Linked DNA regions of Mus musculus: regions 2, 3 and 4 are each linked to region 1. Evidence: chromatin contacts called from public HiChIP or PLAC-seq data. All regions are on one chromosome and are shown on one strand. The core of a region is the stretch at or near the end of the contact, and the rest is flanking DNA. Distances in the headings are between cores, read along the strand shown.

Evidence for each region. HiChIP or PLAC-seq counts read pairs in DNA pulled down with a chosen protein or histone mark.
Region 2: a contact with region 1 is called in an H3K27ac HiChIP or PLAC-seq map of embryonic stem cells, with 2.6 times the contacts expected there. The contact joins two enhancer-like sites. A contact is called at or near these places in 1 of 484 Hi-C or Micro-C datasets (embryonic stem cells), 4 of 115 datasets of contacts at active chromatin or transcription factors (embryonic stem cells and pancreatic cancer cells) and 1 of 9 other capture datasets (embryonic stem cells).
Region 3: a contact with region 1 is called in an H3K27ac HiChIP or PLAC-seq map of embryonic stem cells, with 5 times the contacts expected there. The contact joins two enhancer-like sites. A contact is called at or near these places in 2 of 484 Hi-C or Micro-C datasets (colorectal tumor organoids and embryonic fibroblasts) and 1 of 115 datasets of contacts at active chromatin or transcription factors (embryonic stem cells).
Region 4: a contact with region 1 is called in an H3K27ac HiChIP or PLAC-seq map of embryonic stem cells, with 3 times the contacts expected there. The contact joins the promoter of Vangl1 here to the enhancer-like site in region 1. A contact is called at or near these places in 6 of 39 promoter capture datasets (the 3T3-L1 cell line, cranial neural crest, liver and 1 more), 2 of 115 datasets of contacts at active chromatin or transcription factors (embryonic basal ganglia and embryonic stem cells) and 1 of 9 other capture datasets (embryonic stem cells).

Annotation. Positions count from the first base shown.
Region 1 is chr3:102,716,757-102,719,456 of GRCm38.p6, reverse strand. No RefSeq gene overlaps it. Among named protein-coding and RNA genes, the nearest start is that of Tspan2, 17 kb to the left of the region's middle. Within about 2 kb of position 1,341, at least 19 of the 459 cell types and tissues checked have an H3K27ac peak or open chromatin away from gene starts, as enhancers often do. A contact at or near this core is called in embryonic stem cells, where this site is marked.
Region 2 is chr3:102,157,920-102,160,619 of GRCm38.p6, reverse strand. Vangl1 (VANGL planar cell polarity 1) reads left to right here. Exons shown (of 8, transcript NM_177545.5): 8 at 2,123-2,700. The coding sequence ends at 2,383. Among named protein-coding and RNA genes, the nearest start is that of Gm16160, 45 kb to the left of the region's middle. Within about 2 kb of position 1,354, at least 75 of the 459 cell types and tissues checked have an H3K27ac peak or open chromatin away from gene starts, as enhancers often do. A contact at or near this core is called in embryonic stem cells, where this site is marked.
Region 3 is chr3:102,054,084-102,056,783 of GRCm38.p6, reverse strand. No RefSeq gene overlaps it. Among named protein-coding and RNA genes, the nearest start is that of Casq2, 31 kb to the left of the region's middle. Within about 2 kb of position 1,378, at least 17 of the 459 cell types and tissues checked have an H3K27ac peak or open chromatin away from gene starts, as enhancers often do. A contact at or near this core is called in embryonic stem cells, where this site is marked.
Region 4 is chr3:102,203,415-102,206,114 of GRCm38.p6, reverse strand. Vangl1 (VANGL planar cell polarity 1) reads left to right here and starts at 1,422. Exons shown (of 8, transcript NM_177545.5): 1 at 1,422-1,603. Gm16160 (a long non-coding RNA gene) reads right to left here and starts at 2,275. Exons shown (of 3, transcript XR_375921.3): 1 at 1,845-2,275; 2 at 1-314.

The DNA.
Region 1 (2,700 bases), core at 92-2,591:
TGACTTTCCCTCTTGGAAGCTGTTTTACTGAGAACCCGTCGGGCTAACCGTGTTGTCTGGCCACAGTGAAGTGGGCTGGCAGGGCAAGCTCGCTCTGTGCCTTCAGGTCTGCCCCCGAAAACTGGAATTTGGAGAGGAGTGACTGAGGACTGGAGTGCTATTCATTCTGTCAAGAGTGGATCATTCCTGTCTGTCTGAGGCTATGGCACAGCCTCTGCCCCCTGCTCTTCTCCAGTCCTTCTCTCTGAAGTGAGCTGTCTTCTTCTAATATGCTAGCTTTATATTGAAGACAGACAGGTTCTGTTATTGTTACTTATAGCCAAAGAACCCCAAACAAGCTGCCTCCAATTCTCTATTCTCAGTCCATTCCTAGGCTCTGTCTCCATTAAGGCTCTTTAATGGCACTGAAGGTCATTAAAGAACCATGATCCAGATAGCTCGTAAACAACAACAGTCATTGCCCACATTTCTAGAGCAGCAGTTCTCAACCCGTGGGTTTTGACCCCCATGTGGGGGTTGAATGACCCTTTCACAGGAATCAGATAGCATATATTCACATTATAATTCATAATAGTAGCAAAATTAAAGTTTTGAAGTAGCAAGGAAATAATTTTATGGTTGAGGTCACCACAACATGAAGAACTGCATTAAAGGGTCGCAGCATTAGGGAGGTTGAGAACCACTGTTCGAGAGGCTTGTAGAGGAAGACCAAGATTGAGCACCCAATAGATTGGTATCTAGTGAGGCTCTTGTCTCATAGTGGCACTTTCCAGCTGCGGCTTAACACAGTGGAAGGAATGGCCACCCTGTTGAGTTCCCTTATGAGGGCATGGATGGCATTCGTGAGGGACTCTCATCTATGACCCAGTCACCTCCCAAGGTCTCCTGTAATAGAAGCAATCTAAGCTTATCCCCGACTAGCTTACAAGTAAATGAGACTCAGACTATGGTTATTCTATTTTTATTTTGTCTTTGACAATTGCTGGGGGCTCTCCCCTAATCTACTCTGCTAACTGCTGGCCTGGCTACCTCCACAGTGGTGTACCCCAGATATTTGCTGTTTCTCCTGGCCACGTGCTCACTGTCCATCTCTCCCCCTGGCAGCTTCCTCCTCTCCCTCAAATTTTCTTCCTCCTCCTCTTGGTCTCTCCTCATTCCTTCCTCTCCCATCCCCCCCCCCAAGCAGATAACTCCAAACCCACCTACCTCTAATCCCTCCAGTGATTGACTATAACCAATTTTATTTAACCAATAGTTTTAAACCAAGGAACAAGATTTGCACAACAAAAGCTTGTAAACCGGAGAATTCACTCCTAGGCCAAGACCTTCCACAGAATTTAGCATTACAATACACAGCAACAGACCAAACCTCAACTGTCTCTCACAACACTCACACTGCTGGTTAGTTTTCAGCATCTGCACTTTTTAAAAAAAATCAGAACCCAACCACAGCCTGCAAGGCCCAAACTAGTTGTCTCTCCACCACACCTTCCCACCACCCTCCTCCATGTCTCCTGAGACTTCTGAAAGTATAATGTAAAAACAAAATTCTAGGCCTTTAGGCCCAGGCTTGGGAATGTGACCTCTGTGATCCATTGCTCCAAGGTATGCTAATCATAAAACAAATAGCGACATTCCTCCACCCACTGCTTCCTGGGTTCAAAGAGTGTTCATTCAAAGAAAGTCATCCAGACCATTGCTGGAACCCGCTATGCAAATGTGCTATTGTTAGGGGCTCTTAGAAACTGTCTTGAGAGATACCCTGCACAATTACCAGGTATTCCTTGTGACTCTTGTGACTTTGCACTTCCTTGGGACTCTTAATCAACAATGCACTCCCCACTTCCTTGAGTTGAGGTTTCTTCCTTTAAATACCCCCTTACCCAGCTACTCGGCATGCCACGGTCCTCTACCCCTGCGTGGTGTATGACCCTGGGCCTGAGAGAGCTCTTGAATAAAAAAAAAATCCTCTTGCAGTTTGCAGCAAGACCGTTTCTTGTGAGTGATTTTGGGTGTCGCCTCTCCTGAGTCAGAACGTGGGGGAGTCCTCACATTGTGGGTCTTTCACTTTTTGCCCATTTCCCCTTCCTTGGGCTCTGCATGCTTTATGCTGGGTTTTTGCATGTGCTTGCTCATGCCTGCAGTGTGCTTTGGGGTCTGCAAATGTTCCTCCCAGCTATTGGCCAGATTTCAGGGTTGTAAGTTTTCCTGGAACACACCTGATACATCTATCACAACACATACCAGTTTGTAATTACAGTCAGCCTCCTTCCTGTGTGCATTGATTTTATACTCATGGGTTCAAGCAATGATGGATTGCAAACATTTGACTAAAAACCTGTGTCCTGAAAGGACATATTTTCTTTTTGTGTCATTATTCCCAAACCCCTGCCCCAGAAAAGAATAATAAATATTGACACAACATTCTCAGTATATTAGGTGAGAAGATGATTTGGAGTGTCTGGGAGAATGTGTATAGTTATGAAAACACCGTAGCATCTTCCATGTGAGAGTTGAGTACCTGCAGACTGGGCAGGATCCTGGGTCCCGTGGATGCTAAAGGAGGACTTTGTGTGTCTCTGGGTGAATTATCTGTTCATTGTTCACCTGCCTGCTGGTTGCTAAGCTGCACAAAGGTTCGACTCTGTGACTGGATTCTTGTGTCTGACATAGCACCCAGCCTGCACAAAACATTTTGCT
Region 2 (2,700 bases), core at 105-2,604, 560 kb after region 1:
TCTAGCATGCTGTGGTATATCATCTGTTGCAATGTGGGTGAACACTTGAATATTTTGTTACAAAAGTCCACATACAACAGGTTGCAAATAGAAAACTATTGTCCCCTTGTGCAGAGGAATAGCTTCTGTCAAGGAGAAGGGACCGCTGGTTTCCTATCTCCAGGGTTTCTTAAAGTTGTCTGATATATTCCCGTTTCATTTTTTAAATGTATGCTTTCTTGGATTTTTATTTAAAAAAGAAAAGTCCAATGTAGAAAATTATGTTTTCAGCCAGCTGTGGTAGATTATCACCGTAATCACACTGCTTGGGAGGCCAAGGCAGAAGGCTTATGGATTCAAGACCACCCTGTGCTATGTAGTGAATTCTGGTCCAGCCTGTGCTACCTATCAGAAACTTTCTCAGAAACAAAACAAAAACAAACAAAAAAACAACCAATCAAACAAGAACAAAACCAAAACCGAAACTGGAGCTGGTGAGACGGCTCTTTGGATAAAGGTGCTTGCTGCCAAGCCTGAGTTCAGGCCCCAGAACTACATGCTGGAAGGAGAGAACTGACTCGGGAAACTGTTTTCCAGCACACACATGCCATGGCATGCATAGGCGTGCACACACACAAACTCAGAGAGAGAGACAGAGACAGAGAGAACACAAAGTAATTAGAACCCCCACACTATCAACAAAACCGCACTCTGCCCCCACCCCCCACTCCTTCCAGTTCGGGCTGACGTGTGTTCTCTTAGCTGAGTCTGAGTCTAGCTTTTAAGGCAGAGATGCTTTAATACTAGACACGCCTGCGTTTTGGAAGCCTGCTTTCTTCACTCAAGGTTTCTTGGATCATTCATTCCATACACTCAGATCTGACTCACGCAGCTTTCACTGTGAATAGCTGCTCCCGATTCCACCAGATATGTAGATTTGCCTAACCACTTGTCTGTTGGTGCACCTTTGAATTAAGTTTCACTGGTCAAAGCCAGGGGTTGGCTGTTTCTGTGACTCCGATTTCACTGGAGCACAGCAGCGCTTTCTTGTGTGCCTATCACCATGGCTACAGCTGCTTGCACTGCCCGGCAGAGTGGAGGAGTTATGAAAGAGGATTGCTTGAAACCCAAAAAGGTCCTCACCTTGGCCTAGGACCAGATGGCTACATGCCAGTATTTTTCAATTTATATTGTCAGTTCATTCTTTCTCCCAACCAAACTGATGTATGTATTTAATTCCATGCCAGGCACATTAGAAAGTCATACTTTAAAAAGTGGAAGACAGGGTTGACGTAGTTCTTATCTTCTACAAGTTTGAAGCCTCGAGGGGAGGAGACAGCAAGTCAGCAGAGTTCAGGAAGTGAACTATGGCATGACGTCATCGCCAGGGGTTTCAGGAGCTTTGGCAAAAGAACACGTTGATCCATCTGAGGGATAGTGTAAGATGTGAAGGTCTAGGAGGGATTTCTGGGACAGCTCTCAGCAGGAGGGATGGCACATGAAGATGTAGTGGAATCAGAGAACTTCAGTCTGCTTGGTGTCGTGTCCCTGGAGCAAGCACTCAGGAGAGGGGACGTGGGTCTGGCCATACGGAGCCCTAGCCACACATGCATCAGTTCTGCATGACAGACAACACCCACAGTGTGCCTACTGGGAGTGCTTTGTGCACCTCTTGGCAGCTCAGTGGGCGAGGTTGAGAGAACCGGGCAAATGACTGAGCAAGGTCACACAACCAGCAGGTGGTAGAGCCATGCAGTTTTGTCTGTGCGGTTGTCCTTGTCTGTCTGCCCAGGATTCACTGACTACGTCTCTGTTCCAGGCACTCAGCCTGCCCTCGGGGATTCTTGGCTTTAGCAGGGAGGGAGAGGTGCCCGTGTCTTCAGGTGGCATGTTACATCAACAGTGGTAGCCAATCCACTTCCCTCAACTCACCCTCTGATTGTAAATTGCCAAAAGAAAATTCCGAAGCCCAAGGAGTCTTCCTTCTACAGAGAGGGTCTCGTGGGCCTTCAGCATGAGAGGCTGAACTCTAGTCTAAGGTATGGGGTAGTTGGGTAACATTTTCTAGGGAAAACAAGATGGAGCCTAGCTATAACGCACAGCAACCCTTGTAACTTCACCAATGTTCTTCCTTGGCTTTCAGGCTTTCCTTGAACGATACCTCAGTGCGGGCCCCACCTTGCAGTATGACAAGGATCGATGGCTCTCGACACAGTGGAGACTTATTAGTGAGGAGGCTGTGACAAACGGGTTACGGGATGGAATTGTTTTCGTCCTTAAATGCTTGGACTTCAGCCTCGTGGTCAATGTGAAGAAAATCCCATTCATTGTACTCTCAGAAGAGTTCATAGACCCTAAATCTCACAAGTTTGTTCTTCGCTTACAGTCTGAGACATCAGTCTAAAATTTCTATACTTGTGGCTTTATGAAAAACAAAAGAATATATAAATATATATATATATATATGTCCAGGAGGAAGTTCTTTTATAAAGATTTTTTAAAATTCTTCAATGCTGACTCAAACTGGCAGAGGATAGACCAGTATCCTTCGACCATCTGCACTTTATTTGGAAGGAAGCAGGAGATGCCCACCCCAACAAGTGACTGTTGGCATCTGACTTTAATAGATGGGACTTCTGAAGAAGCTGTTCCCTGGAGTTTCTGTGACAGCTGTAAACCAAAGTGTAGCTGCTGTGTGTCCTTGGGAGCCTCGCCTTACAA
Region 3 (2,700 bases), core at 129-2,628, 660 kb after region 1:
CATGAATTAACTCACCAGGACAGACAATCTCACTTCATTCTCTGAAACCTTACTCTTTTCTTCAAAATACCATGGATTCTTAGACTTTCAGAAGGATTGTAAAGGGGGTGATTTCAGCATTCAGACCATATTTTTAATTTTTGCAACTCTTTTCTTGGTCAGGAATACTCCAATAGGCACAATCACTCACACAGAGAACCTTAATCATAATTTTTATTACATTACATTGAAATTAAAGAGCTCTCACTACTCTAGGTCTTCATCTTTGAGCTTTTAACTCTACCACATATAAAGTAAAATAACCAAATAGTTCATAGAATAACTTTGTCAGTCTCCACAATTTATTATCATACTCTTAAGATATCATTATATGCAATGAAAGAATGTCTGAAAGGAATACATTGAGATAAAGTATATGTTTCAGATTTGGGTAATTTTTTCAAATAGTGATTGTCTGTGTCCTATGTTAGGCAGAGACACGGGTGGGTTTTTGTTTGCTTGTTTGTTTTAGTTTGGCTTGAGTCTATTTCTGAAACCATCCATAAACGCCATCTCTCTGGTTAGCAGTCAGTCGCATTGATATGGTGATGTCTGTCCTCAGCGCGGCTTCCTTTGTATCTCCTACTTGGGGTCTCAATGGCAATGGAGTGGGAGCTGTCTCTGTCCTGAGTCCCTGAAGCCCAGGTTGTGTTTGTGTATGGGGAGAGTTAATGAGAACAGAATGCCTTTCTTCCCCCAGCTTCCCCAACCCCATCTGTTCAAACAAAAGGCTGAAAGGGAAAGAGAAGGAGACCCTGCTGGTCAAGGGGGGAGGAATAATAACATATATCCTTGGGCAACATTTCAGCACATGCAACCCTTTTACACTGAGCTTAAGCTTTTATTCAGACAAAAGAAGTCAGACCAATGTCATTTTTTATTTTTTTTTTCAAAAACCAAATTAAGAAAAAAAAAAACCTACATTAGGCCCAAAGGCTTAGGTTATCTTTTTTTTTTTCCTCCAATGACTACATTTATAAGTCTAAATTGGAAAATAGAAAATATAAATAGGATGAAAAAAAGAAGCATTTTGATTCTAGTGAAATGTACAGAGTTACCCATCTGTGTGGGCTGCTGTGCAAGACTTTCATTAAAAGAAATTACTAAAAGACAAGTGTTCTCACTTACTTTGCCTAAAATTCAAATAGAGCCGGTTCATGCTGCCACAACAGGGAGGAGAGAAGGCATATTTACTTCCCTTTACTTCCCAAGAGGAGTCCAGGAGAACGGCAGTGTCCAGTGGACAAGAAAGGGCTTCTTCCAGTCAGTGCCACACAAGAGCCACTGGAACCCTGGGTGGCCAGACCGACTTCCTGAAGCAGCTCACTGAGGTTCCCTGGCTCCTAGCCTATCCAAGGCTAGCCTTGTGGGATGATGGCACAGAGCTGGCTAATGCTCTGCTACACACTGCTCTCCATCAAAATAGGAGAGGAAACGATTTGATGATTTGAGATTATCCCGTTTAAGCAACAGCCATTAGGTCCTCTCACCAAGATGGAAAAGTAACTTGGTGGTTTTTTTGTCTGACAAAACTTACATTTCAAGTTGGTTGTCCCCACGGCTGTGCCGTAGTCATATGCCTGCAGGCTTGTCTTTTTCTCTTTCTTGGAAAGTGTCTAACCGATTCTGTTCTGTCTAGAGTTAACACTGATGGTTGCACTCTTATGAGGAGAGACTCACGAATGTAGACTGTTACGAAGTTAAGATGTTTGGGTTTCTCCATATTTAAGAAAGGGAAGAACCCATTTTGGGGAAGAGTTTTAGATAGCCTTTTTTTTTTTTTTTTTTTTTTTTTTTTTTTTAAAAGATTTATTTATTTATTATATGTGAGTACATTGTAGCTGTCTTCAGACACACCAGAAGAGGGAGTCAGATCTTGTTACGGATGGTTGTGAGCCACCATGTGGTTGCTGGGATTTGAACTCTGGACCTTCGGAAGAGCAGTCGGGTGCTCTTACCCACTGAGCCATCTCTCCAGCCCCTAGATAGCCTTTAAAGAGTGAAGAAATGTCACCATGAGGCTGGAGAGATGACTCAAAGGTTAAGAGCCCTGGCTGCTCCCATGTGGCAGTTTACAAACATCTGTGACTATCACTCTTGAGGATCTGCTCTTCTCCCTCTGCAGCCACCAGGCCCAAATGTGGTACACAGACATATATGTGCAGGAAAGCACTCTGACACCTAGAAGAAATACTTTTTTTTAAGGAAGATTTTTACAGCATCTCCTAGGAACTGGCATCACTCAGCAAAGTTTTGTAAGGAAACACGTTGGCGACACTGGGAGAAGGGCCATCAGGAGCTAATACAGCAAGCCACCTCAGGAAACTGGGAATGTGTGGTTTCTGAAAAGGGGAGATGACTCAGAACTGATGAGGGAACTTTGGAAGCTCAGGAAAGCACAGCTTGTCCATCTTGGTAGAATGTTTTTTCAGAAATGGCCAAGTTCATTGTATTGTCAGCAATCAATTATGCATGCAAGCAGAAGGGAAAGCAGAGGGGACAGTCACAGAGGGGACTAACAAAAGGCCATCCTCATCAGCTTCCACATTCTCTGTTTCTGTGTCTCTCCATCTCTGTCTCTCTGTCATTGTCTCTCTATCTCTGTCTCTGTCTCTCTCTGCCCCATCTCTGTCTCTCAATCTTTATCATGTCTCTCTGTCT
Region 4 (2,700 bases), core at 173-2,672, 510 kb after region 1:
ACTCCTGGAGAACCTCACACTTGAACTGGGATGTCTTGCTCTGCTTTACGTGTGAAGGTTCTAAGTGGTAAGGTGAATGGGACTCCGTTTCCAGACTTCTTTGGCTTTCCCACCTTAGCAGCTAAGCATGCCGGGCAGACAGCTGGATTTACCCGAGGAAACGGGATGCTGGACTCTAGATCTGCTCTCCGGAGTCATTTAGAGGCTGCAGTTCAGGTACATGCAGATGGTGGGGTCATTGGAGTCTGGAGGCTAGGAGTGTGGAACATCGTCCTGCCACCGTGAACATCTGGGTGTACTTAGAAGGACGTGGCCTGGATGGTGGAGAAAATGGAATATAGAGGAGTTAGGAAAAAGCAGACAGTAAGGACTTCCTGAGGCTACAGGTTCCCAAACAAGGCTACTTCACAAAGAGCCTGCATTTTCGCAAGGCAAATCACCCCCAGCATTCCTGCAAACAAACTGCAGATTCAGCACTTCCCGCTGTGCGTGCCTTCGCGGGAGCATTTTGTCATGGCAGCTATAGATCTGTCATTCTGGGCATGGATTCTATGACGACTAAGAAAGAAGGGTGAGAATATTCACAAAAACAGTTGCCAACTGTTCTGCACTTTCTAATACTAGAATTTCAACCCTTCAAGGACATTAGAGTCCTCACCACTATCCAGACAGGGAAAGGAAGCTTAGCGAGGGAAGTGGTCTCAATCGGTCTGGAACTTTTGGCTCCCTGCCTTCAGAGATGCGCTCTCCTGGTAGTTTCCAGTAGGCAGGCATGTCTGCTCTGGTAGAAGAGGAGCGGGGAGAAGCTGCTGTAGGACTGTGGGCGTTGGTGGTTACGGGCTGGGTCATCTCTTGAGCTACATTGGAGTTTAAGTGTATTATGTGTGCTGAAAAATGTATGAGTTGGGGGAGGGGTAGAAATTGGTTCTTGAGCCATGTGGATATGCGGGTTGGAGCTTTTAATGATGGCAAACAATGAGGGCTTGGATTTTATGCACAATTGTAAGTGTGTGTGTGTGTGCGCGTGCGTGTGTGATCTTGGGGGTATGTTGGGGTGCTGGGTGGAGAGACATCAACCCCTGCGTCATGTATTCAGGAATTCAGGATGAAATTTGTTAGGCTGTGTGCTAGTGGGTCCACTTGGGAGGGGAGATGTCAGTCCCTGGCCAGGCCGTGTGTGTGTGTGTGTGTGTGTGTGTGTGTGTGTGTGTGTGTGTGTTCAGGATGAGATTTGTTAGGCTGTGTGCTAGTGGGTCCACTTGGGAGGGGAGATGTCAGTCCCTGGCCAGGCCGTGTGTGTGTGTGTGTGTGTGTGTGTGTGTGTGTGTGTGTGTGTGTGTGTGTGTCCCCGTGCCCCGCCCTCCGCTGCAGGTGGGCCGGGCCGGCAGCGGGGCCCGCAGCGCTCGCAGCTCTTGGCTGGCGGCCGCGCCGGGCTAGCAGGGCTGGGCTGGGGCTGCGGGGCGGCGCCGGGACAGGAAGCGGAAAGCAGCAGAGACCAGCGGCCGCGGCGGGGCTGTGCCTCCACTGCAGCCCAGCGCAGGCCGCGGAGCCCGGGCGCTGCAGCCGAGAGCGCGGGCGTGGAGCGCGACGGGCCGGCGCCGGGGTGAGTCCCGGGAGAGGCGGGCGCGGCGCGGCGCGGCGGCTCGAGACTGAGCTGGGTGGGAGGTCAGGCCAACTGCGGGTGTCCCTGCTCCCCAGCAGTCCGACTGGGGTCCGGGCCCTCGGACCGGGAGACCCCTGGGTTCCTCCGGGTCGAGCTCCCCGAGACGCGGGTCCTTCCATCCCTGCCCCGGGCTCTCTCCGCTCCATTCCAGTGCTCGGAGTCCTGGGGCAGCCTGCGCTACCTCGGACTTCTTTGCCTTGTCTGGCCTTCGGAGTGCGCCCCTGAGTGCGCGTGCCGGGTGGTGGCCAGGGAATGACGGCGTGTCGGAGGCAACCAGTGGCTGGACGCGCCTTGCAGGGCAGAACGCGATGGGGGTCCCCGCCAGGACCCGGGGTCAACTGGCCGGTTTTCCAGCACAGGAACGGAGCTGGCTCGTGTTTCTCACTTCGCTTACAAAACCGCAGCCCGGGAGGCCTGGGGGGCGCGGCCAGTTGCGCATCGCGGAGCGCAACAGGCAGGTAGTTTACTTTCAAAAGCGCCGGGGCGGAGCAGAGGCGAGCAGCCAGTCCCAGCCAAAGGAGGAGTCCCTGTCCTGGGCAACCTCGCCGCACTCGGGCAGCCTTAGACACCAGTCGAACCTTATTTCATCCTGCAGCCATTGAACTGCCCCGAGCAGCGCGCCCAGAGAAGTGTGAAGCTTTATAAAAATTTAAAAGCGTCGGTGGTGGAAGCAGGAGTGGGGGCGGAGCCGTAGCCTGGTGGGCTAAGTGATGAGGAGAGGAGAGTCGGAGCCGGGCAATCTCAATTTTCATGTCTCCAAACCGGGTGTGATGCCCAGATCGCGAAGATGAGCTCCTTCTGAAGTTCATGGAGGGGTGGCAGGGGTCTTTATTGGCATGGTTGTGTGGTTGGTGCGTGCGTTAGTTTGAACCCGTTTGAGGGGACTGTGGTCAGGAGTGCGCGCGCCCTTACAGGCGAATTCCAAAAGTTAGCTGTGAAGACTAGTGTTTTCACTGACGTGTTTATACGTTTTACGGGGTTTGCTGAAAAAATATTATAAGTTATGTCACCAATCAACAATACTAATTAGCCTTCTC